Linked DNA regions of Gossypium arboreum: all the other regions are linked to region 1. A link is a contact called in public Hi-C data. All regions are on one chromosome and are shown on one strand. The core of a region is the stretch at or near the end of the contact, and the rest is flanking DNA. Distances in the headings are between cores, read along the strand shown.

Region 1 (2,690 bases), core at 124-2,623:
TTCCGGAATTTCCAGTAGAAAAAACCGAATCACTGCATTCTGCCTACAGGTTCAAGTGCTTCAACAGTAACAACGCTATTTCCTCTGATAACCTGCGATTCATTGATATCAATTAAAACAAGGCTAAATATGAAAGCATATCCCCTGAATGGCAATTTAAGCATTAAGCAAGGTATTTAAGGCGGGGAAAAGACTCACCACCATGCCTATATCAGTTTTCTCATTGCCATTCACCTCCACGGTGTTGTCAACCACTAGATTCATAAACTGATCAAACCCACGAAGTGTACCAACAACCATCCGATTAGCATTCAGCTTGACTGCAGCATCAAATAACAGTATAATTCACACAATTAAATCAATTCCTTCTCATGCATGTTACAAACCTACAACGTAGGTAAATCAACAATCTGCAAGCTCATAGGCAACAAAAAGTAATTTTTTTTTATGTTCTGCATATGTAGTATTACAAGGCTTTCCCCTTTTATACTTCTTATCTTACATACGTCCGCCTAGTGGGCAACTTACGAGATCAACACAAGAATCAGCAGTAAATTCCTAACAAACAAAGACATGGATTCTTCAAGCTACTGTTGAAACATGAATTTTTCAAACTTCAATTATGACCAACATGATAGATTCTTGGACATGCAAACACTAATAAACAAAAAAAAAAAAAAAATTCCATGGGGCCGGTCACTTCCGACTCAAGCCTTACATATAAGCCAACCAGTGAGGGGGAAAAATGCAAAGACAGCACCCAACAAAAAACACCCAGATTTAAATCACAATTAAGTGACAGAAAATGGACAGAGGACACCGGCTTACTATTACAATTGAACTATTACACCTACAATTAGAACCCTTTCAGCTTTATATGCCAAAACACTGGATTCGACCGGACTCAGCTTAAAGAGGCATCTATCAACATGTACGAGAAACCTAGTTAACCAAATTCGGGTATAATTTAGCGACCACAAAAGGCAAGCATCATCAAATGAATGTAAAACTAAGTAGCATAAAACTGAAATAGGTAATCGCAAAGAAGGAAACAGGATAGAACTTACTCTGGAGTTGTTTGTCCATGTACCTGTTGCGTACAAATAACACCAATAGTATAAATTAGAAATCGAAATACTGCGGATGAAGAAAAGAGAAGTGTTGAAATTAGCGTGAAGAAAAGCATACTTTTTGAGATCTGGAGGTTGGCCGGATCTGCTCATTGCGTCAGAAATTTGGTTTGGAAGAGAGGAGAGTAGGGTTATGGGAGGAGGAAAATGAAATTGGATTTTTAGGTTCGTAAAATATATGACTAAAAGAAATGTTAAGAAAATAAAAAGAAATGGAAAGGGGGTACCGCGAGAATCGTACCACTAAACCAAGCACCCTTGCATTTAATGGAAAATACAACACATTGGAACAAGTTAAAAAAATATTAAATTCACTATAAGTGCAATCAATAGAATAAAGAAATGGCAGTTAACTTCATTAATACTTTATAGGAAATTGCAAGATACAATTGTAAAATCTCTCTCTCACAAGTTTCATGTATTTCAATTTTCATTATTAGATAGTAAAATTGGTATGAATGAGAGATTAGCATATTACATATTTGGCCTTTTCACTTTTTTTTCTCTTTTAGCAAACCTTTTCACTTTCATAATTAGAAGAACTAATTCCTCAAATTGTATTTCATATAGAGCAATACCAAATTGGTTGGGATTTGTGTTGTTGTTGGGGGCGGTGGAAGCTTTGTCAACAAGTAAGGTGAGGTCAAGGTAACTTTCTCTATGGCTCCTCTGCTCATTTGTGGACTTTAGCTGATTCTTTATACATTTGTTCACGAGCTTGTGGTGTTGGGTTAACCCCACAAAATCACATTTGAGTTAACATTTCCTTCCCCCCTTTTTCAGCCCATATCTTTAATGTCTACTTCTAAATTGCTTTCTCAACAACGATATGTTGAACAATTCATTTCTTTGGGTAAATTATCATGAATGGAAAGAAAAAAAAGATGCTCTTTTAAGTTAATAGGACAATGATAACGATGACATGCAAAACTTTTAGCAAACAGTAAAACAAATGGAAACAATTGATCAATTACCAGCTTAAAAAACCATCACAACAAAGAAATTATTGAGTGGATGATAGTTGGGCCAATTTAGCTATTGGCTAATGGCTAAGATCGTTGTTCTGACTTATGATTAGATGTTAAGCCTAAGCATGGTTAAGCAAATTCCCTCGTGAGTAGTGATAGAGTGAGAAGCATAGGCCCATAATCAAATTTGACCCAGAAATCTTTTGGTTAAACAGGCCCAAATTATTGAAAGTAAAATTGTTAAAATTAGACATCTTTTATAATTTCTTGGGAATTATGACACATTGGTACAAGCTAAAAATTATTAATTCACTCGAATTGCATTTAATGGAATTAAGAAATGGCAGTCAACTGCATTAATACTTTATAGGAAACTGCTTGAAAGGCAACTACAAAACCCATTTCCTCACATGTTCCATGTATTTCAATTTTCATTAATAGGTATGAAATTGGTATGAATGGGATATTGGCATATTGCTTATTTCGCCTTTCACTTTCTTTTGTCTTTTAGCAAACCCTTTCACTTTCATACTTGAAAGAACTAATTCATCAAATTGTATTTCATATAGAGCAATGCCAAATTGCCAATCTC
Region 2 (2,690 bases), core at 111-2,610, 680 kb after region 1:
ATTAAAAGAGAAACTTCTCAATCTGTTACCTGATACAGATGCCGTTCCTCCCAGGGACTTGAACAATGATTCCACAAAGTCCTTGTAAAAGGTAATAACACCTGAGATCATCAGATGCAATTGAGATCTAATTCTAACAATTCAACTAGGGTTAATATACAATATGGTACCTGAATTTGGCTTCAACATTTAATTCGGCACCTAAGTTTCCATTCGTCCTAATTTGCTACCTGAGTTTGGCTTCAATGTTGACATTGGTACCTAAACCAAATGGCATCATGTAGTCCAACGAGTATTTGATGTATAATCTAGTAAAAAGAATATAGATACTTAAATGGGACCAAAACATTCTCGGATACTAAATAGAACATTGAAGTCAAACTTGGGTACTTGGGAAAAATATTCATTCATCCTAATTTGCTACCTGAGTTTGATTTCAATGTTCAATTTGGTACCTAAACCAAATGGCATCATGTGGTCCAACGAGTCTTTGATGTCTAATCTAGTAAAAAAATTATAGATGCTTACTTGGGACCATAACTTTCCCGGATTCTAAATAGAACATTGAAGTCAAACTTGGGTGCTTCAGAAAAATATTAGTATCAAATTGAACCTTAAAGCCAAAATCAGGTGCAAAATAGCATATAAACCCATTCAACTAATACTAAAATAGTACATCAAAGACATTAAAACATACCAGGATTTCCAGGAACAAACACAACATGAAAAGAGGGACGAACAGCACGAATTTCAAGTATCTCAGTCATGCAACTGCATAGCAAAGATGTCCAAAAAGATCAATAAAACAAGCATCGATATGAAACCTCTTTAAAAACTAAAGAAAATAAAATAGAATCTTTATAAACATAACATACCCGGAGACACTGCACAACCTAAGATTTACACATTTCGTAGCATTTGAATCCAAATCCGTAAAATCCATTTCTCCACGGCTGGAATTTGGTATGCTATCAGTTCTCCTGAAAATTGAAAAAAGTTTATCGGGTTGACTTAAAAATTCCTCATGCTGTCAACAAGTGGGCTGTACCCATATTTCATGACATTGTAAGTGCTTAAAAACTGAGAATAATGAAGCCTATTGTCACATGCATCAACAATATTATAAAGCTAATGCATACAGAAGACAATTGGGATAGTTTTTTGTTTCTTTTTATAAACCCAGAAATATAGTTGCATATTTTCATCAAATGAAGAATTGGAATATACCTGTACTTGAAGGAGCGAATAAAAGAAAGGGGTCTCTGTGTTAGAGCAGCAATACGAGCTAACATTTCTGATCTTTTTCACTTAAACCTTTTATAATTATAGATTTATTATGTTATTTTCAGTCAGTTCTTTTGTAAAGCTGTAATAAAGGTTTCCTGTTTAAGCCTTAAGCGGATTGTTGTTGGGCTGAAAAAAAACTGATGGAGAGTGAGTTGACCCGGTTAGCTACCATACGAGTACCTAACAGGAAAATGGGCCAGGATGAGTACTTACCACTGAATCTCTGACCACTTACCGTTGAGCCCGAATCAGCTGATTTTATGTATTTAATATTTAATTTATTTTTTAAATATTATATTTTTAACATATTAATTAATATAAAATAATATTTTTATTTTAATTATAAAATATATTAATTTATCAATTCAAATATTATAATATGAAATTTCCAAATTATAATTAAAGCATTTCTAACATATTCAATGCAAAGTAAGATTATTAAAATAATAACTAATTAGCATAATTAACTATTAATTAAGTTTAAAATGCATAAGATTATACTAAAATAATAAGTCCTTTTTTCAAATAAAATTAGCACAAATTTTTACATCAAAATTTTAATTAATAACACCTTTCTTTTTCTTATATTTTATACTTGAGTTCTAATTAAGTAATAATTCTATTTTAAAATTTAAACAATTTTTAACTAATAATAATAAATTAAATTATAATTATGTATAATTATCACAACTTCTATTAAATCATAATTATTTTAGATATGCAATTATTACAACTTTTATTTTACGTCAATTTTTAATTAATAATTCTCAATTATACATTATAAATTATTTTTAAATTTTAGTGTAGTAATATGAAGAAAACTAAAGACTATTTTCAATTAATTCAAATATTTTTCAAACTCATACTTTTATATATGTATATATATATTATGGATATAGATTATAGATGAATAAAATTTCGACAAGGTATATAACTTGTTTTACATTTCATAATTGAATTTATAAAACGCTTCAAATTCTAATAAATTTACTTACACTTAATTATTTTAAATTCATATTAAATTTGATTATTTATATTTATATTATGTATTAAATATTTGATTAAATTGATGTTAGAAATCAAACCAACACCAATTCAATAAGATAATAATGAAAATATCTTATCTAAAAAGTCATTTTTTATAGATTAAGCTTATCAACTCACAAATTGAAAATGAGAATTGTAAGGAGGTGTTGAATATTGATGGAAAAGGTCATGAAGAAAATCATTTGCCTGAGAAATAAAGGTCAATCTTTCACTTTTTTATTATTATTATTTTCAAATAATGTGTTTTTTTATATTTTCAAGGAATTGTCAAGGGTGCGTTAGTAGCAAATTTTTACATATTTTTCGTGAGTATAATTGAGAGCACAAGGTTGATATTGTGGGTCTTTTAGAGACTA
Region 3 (2,690 bases), core at 76-2,575, 540 kb after region 1:
TCATTTATATATTTATCAACTTGTCAGAAGTAAATAATAGAACAGTCTTCCATTTCCAAAGCTCAAATATTAACTTCTAAATGTATATGACCCACAATACTATATTTTAGTGGGTCTTTTACGCATTCTACTTCTCTACCTTTAATGTTGGGAGACGAGATATTAATGAAGTAAGTTAAAACGTGCCATAAACACACTTGTTAAAATGATTTTATTTAAAGAAATATTTCCAAGCCTTCACATTCACAACTTACTATTGCATTAAACTCGAAAATATTTCTTTAAATACTACCTTAACAAGCGTTTATAAGCAATAGTCAGACATTTAACTAATTTATTATTAACCTATTGCACTGTACTTGAAGCTAAGGAAAAAAAAAAAAGGAGAAAGAGACCATAGATAACGTAGCAACAGCGACACCTAGAAGTCACATGGCCTGAACCCGAAATGCAGCTCTGGGGAAGCAACGGCGCCGCCACCACCAGGCTTGACGTTGAAAACCCCGTTCCAGATCTCCGTGAAAGCTCTAATAATAATCCCATGGTAATAAGGCGAATTCAGCTCCAAGAAACAGTTGAGAAGCTCTCTCAAATCATCTTTCGAATATATCTCTTTCTCCAGTATCATTTGCAACATGGAGTGCCTGAAGTCCAAATAAGGGTCGTCGGAGTCCTTCTCCACTGCTAGACTCTCCCCTCCGACACGACCAAAACCTCGTACAGTTGACATTGAACCCTTACTGTCGTGGTCTGTGTCATCGGTGTCCATGTCCCAGCAACGAGGAGTGTCAGTGCTGGGAGAAAAAGAGGTGGCGGTTTCCGAGAAATAATAATGGGTGGCTGCTTTCTTGGAAGAGCTCGAAGAAGAAGAGTTGTAAAGAGATTGGGAATTAGATTTGGGTTTGGATTTGGGTTTGGATTTGGATTTGGGTTTGGGGCTGAAAAAACTAGCGAGCTTGGATCTCTTGCAGCTGCTGCAGCCTATGCTGACTGAAACGGTGTTAAGGATCAGCTTTTTTTTGTCGCTTAACATTGCAGCAGAGATGAAGGAAAAATGAGAAGCTTTTTTACTGTTTAGAGTTGAGGTTTAAGGTTGATGAGATAAAATAGAAAGAGAGACGGAAGGGAAGAAGAGATTAGTCTAAAAAGGGTGGTTTTGGAGTTGGGATGAGGCGTCGGCCTGACTCACACTGAAGCATTGGACTCTACAACTACGGAGATTTTTGCCTATAAATCCTGCATGTGAGCAAGGAGGGTCCATAGCTGATACCCTCACTGCTCTGTGACTTTCACTTCTCCGACAATTTAATCACTGCCGTCCAATTTTACTATGTCTTTTCAATGCCTTCGATTTTGTTGCATTTTTAATTACACAAACTGACATGACAGCAAGAATGATCTATAGGGATCAGACTTTTCTGTATATAACTATTTCATATTATTTCTTTAATTAGATTTTTTAAGCTGATGGTACCTTAAAAGGTGGTTTCTTTTTTTAATATACTGTCATGAATAATTCTTCAACTTTATCCCAAATTTTAATCTGGTTCCATGTATTTTAAAATGGGACAAAATTCTTCTGCCTCGGTGCTCCCTGATTGTGCTTCACCAATGATTGTATAAACCTCATATTGAACACCATTTATGTTAAGTATTTTATGTTAAGTATTTTTTCAGCCTTATTTTTTTCTATTTTACATAGGTGATATAACACCCTAAACTTAGCCTAAATATTATAGTTGAATCTAACGATGTCACGTTGAAGTGTTTTTCTAAAGTATAATATTATTGAAAAACTCGTTCTATATTTAACCTCTTTGTGATCTTAGCAAAAATTTAAAGATATCTCGTTTATTTTCAAAACTTAAGTCGTTTGCCAAAAAGTTACCCATATTAAATTTATTATTAATTTTAAAATATTATTTCTTGCGAAAGCTTAAAAAAACATGTTGCGTAAACGTGGTAATTTGGAAAATATTTATCTTTTTGAAAACTCGCATCCTACTACTAGCAGATATAAATCAAAATAAATAAAACCCCAAACTTAAAGATTAAAAATTATAGAGGCCTTATTACATTAAAAACACCCAAAATAAAACCATTTGTAATTTAAAACCCAATAAGAAAGTCCGCACAGTTGTGTGGCCATCTTCGACTCCCTCGCAATATCGACCCGCCTAAGCCTAGGGATTACTAGTACAAATAAACAGATGGGTGAGTTATGAAAACTCAATGTGTAATCCCATATCAGATAATTAATCAAAGAGCATATACAGTCTGGGCCTAAGCCCACTTCAGTCATGGTTCAATTTCAGTCAGGGCCTTAGCCCATTATAGTATCAATATCAGTGTGAGCTTGAGCCCATCTTAGTAACGGTACAGTACAGATATGCAATCAATAAATCCTTGCCAATCAGCCTCTACACTCCATCTCCGTCCAACCCTACACTCCACGTGTGGATAAAATCAACCCACTTATCCCTACACTCCAAGTAGTACCGGTTACGACACTAATCAGTATTTGCAGCAGAGCTGCCAGTACAGTACACTTCCTCCAATCACAATAAATCCCATCCCTATGCAACATATCATGCATCATGTCATAATATCATACATGTGATCAGTATATATAAAATGACATGCTCAAACATAATCATACATCTCATAGGGGCATATCAGTCATTTTACCA

Evidence for each region. A called contact is a pair of places that touch in the nucleus more often than the background predicts.
Region 2: a Hi-C map of leaf shows a contact between it and region 1, with 4 times the contacts expected there. The contact joins the promoter of LOC108458327 here to the promoter of LOC108458038 in region 1. A contact is called at or near these places in 2 of 5 Hi-C or Micro-C datasets (both in leaf).
Region 3: a contact with region 1 is called in a Hi-C map of leaf, with 4 times the contacts expected there. The contact joins the promoter of LOC108459572 here to the promoter of LOC108458038 in region 1. A contact is called at or near these places in 2 of 5 Hi-C or Micro-C datasets (both in leaf).

Annotation. Positions count from the first base shown.
Region 1 is chr4:82,933,162-82,935,851 of ASM2569848v2, forward strand. LOC108458038 (probable small nuclear ribonucleoprotein G) reads right to left here and starts at 1,374. Exons shown (of 4, transcript XM_017757274.2): 1 at 1,189-1,374; 2 at 1,068-1,090; 3 at 199-320; 4 at 1-92. The coding sequence starts at 1,223. The coding sequence ends at 30.
Region 2 is chr4:83,611,243-83,613,932 of ASM2569848v2, forward strand. It overlaps LOC108458327, which reads right to left and starts at 1,361. Exons shown (of 13, transcript XR_001867276.2): 1 at 1,228-1,361; 2 at 876-980; 3 at 698-771; 4 at 30-101.
Region 3 is chr4:83,472,067-83,474,756 of ASM2569848v2, forward strand. LOC108459572 (transcription repressor OFP6-like) reads right to left here and starts at 1,326. Exons shown (of 1, transcript XM_017758960.2): 1 at 1-1,326. The coding sequence starts at 1,033. The coding sequence ends at 422.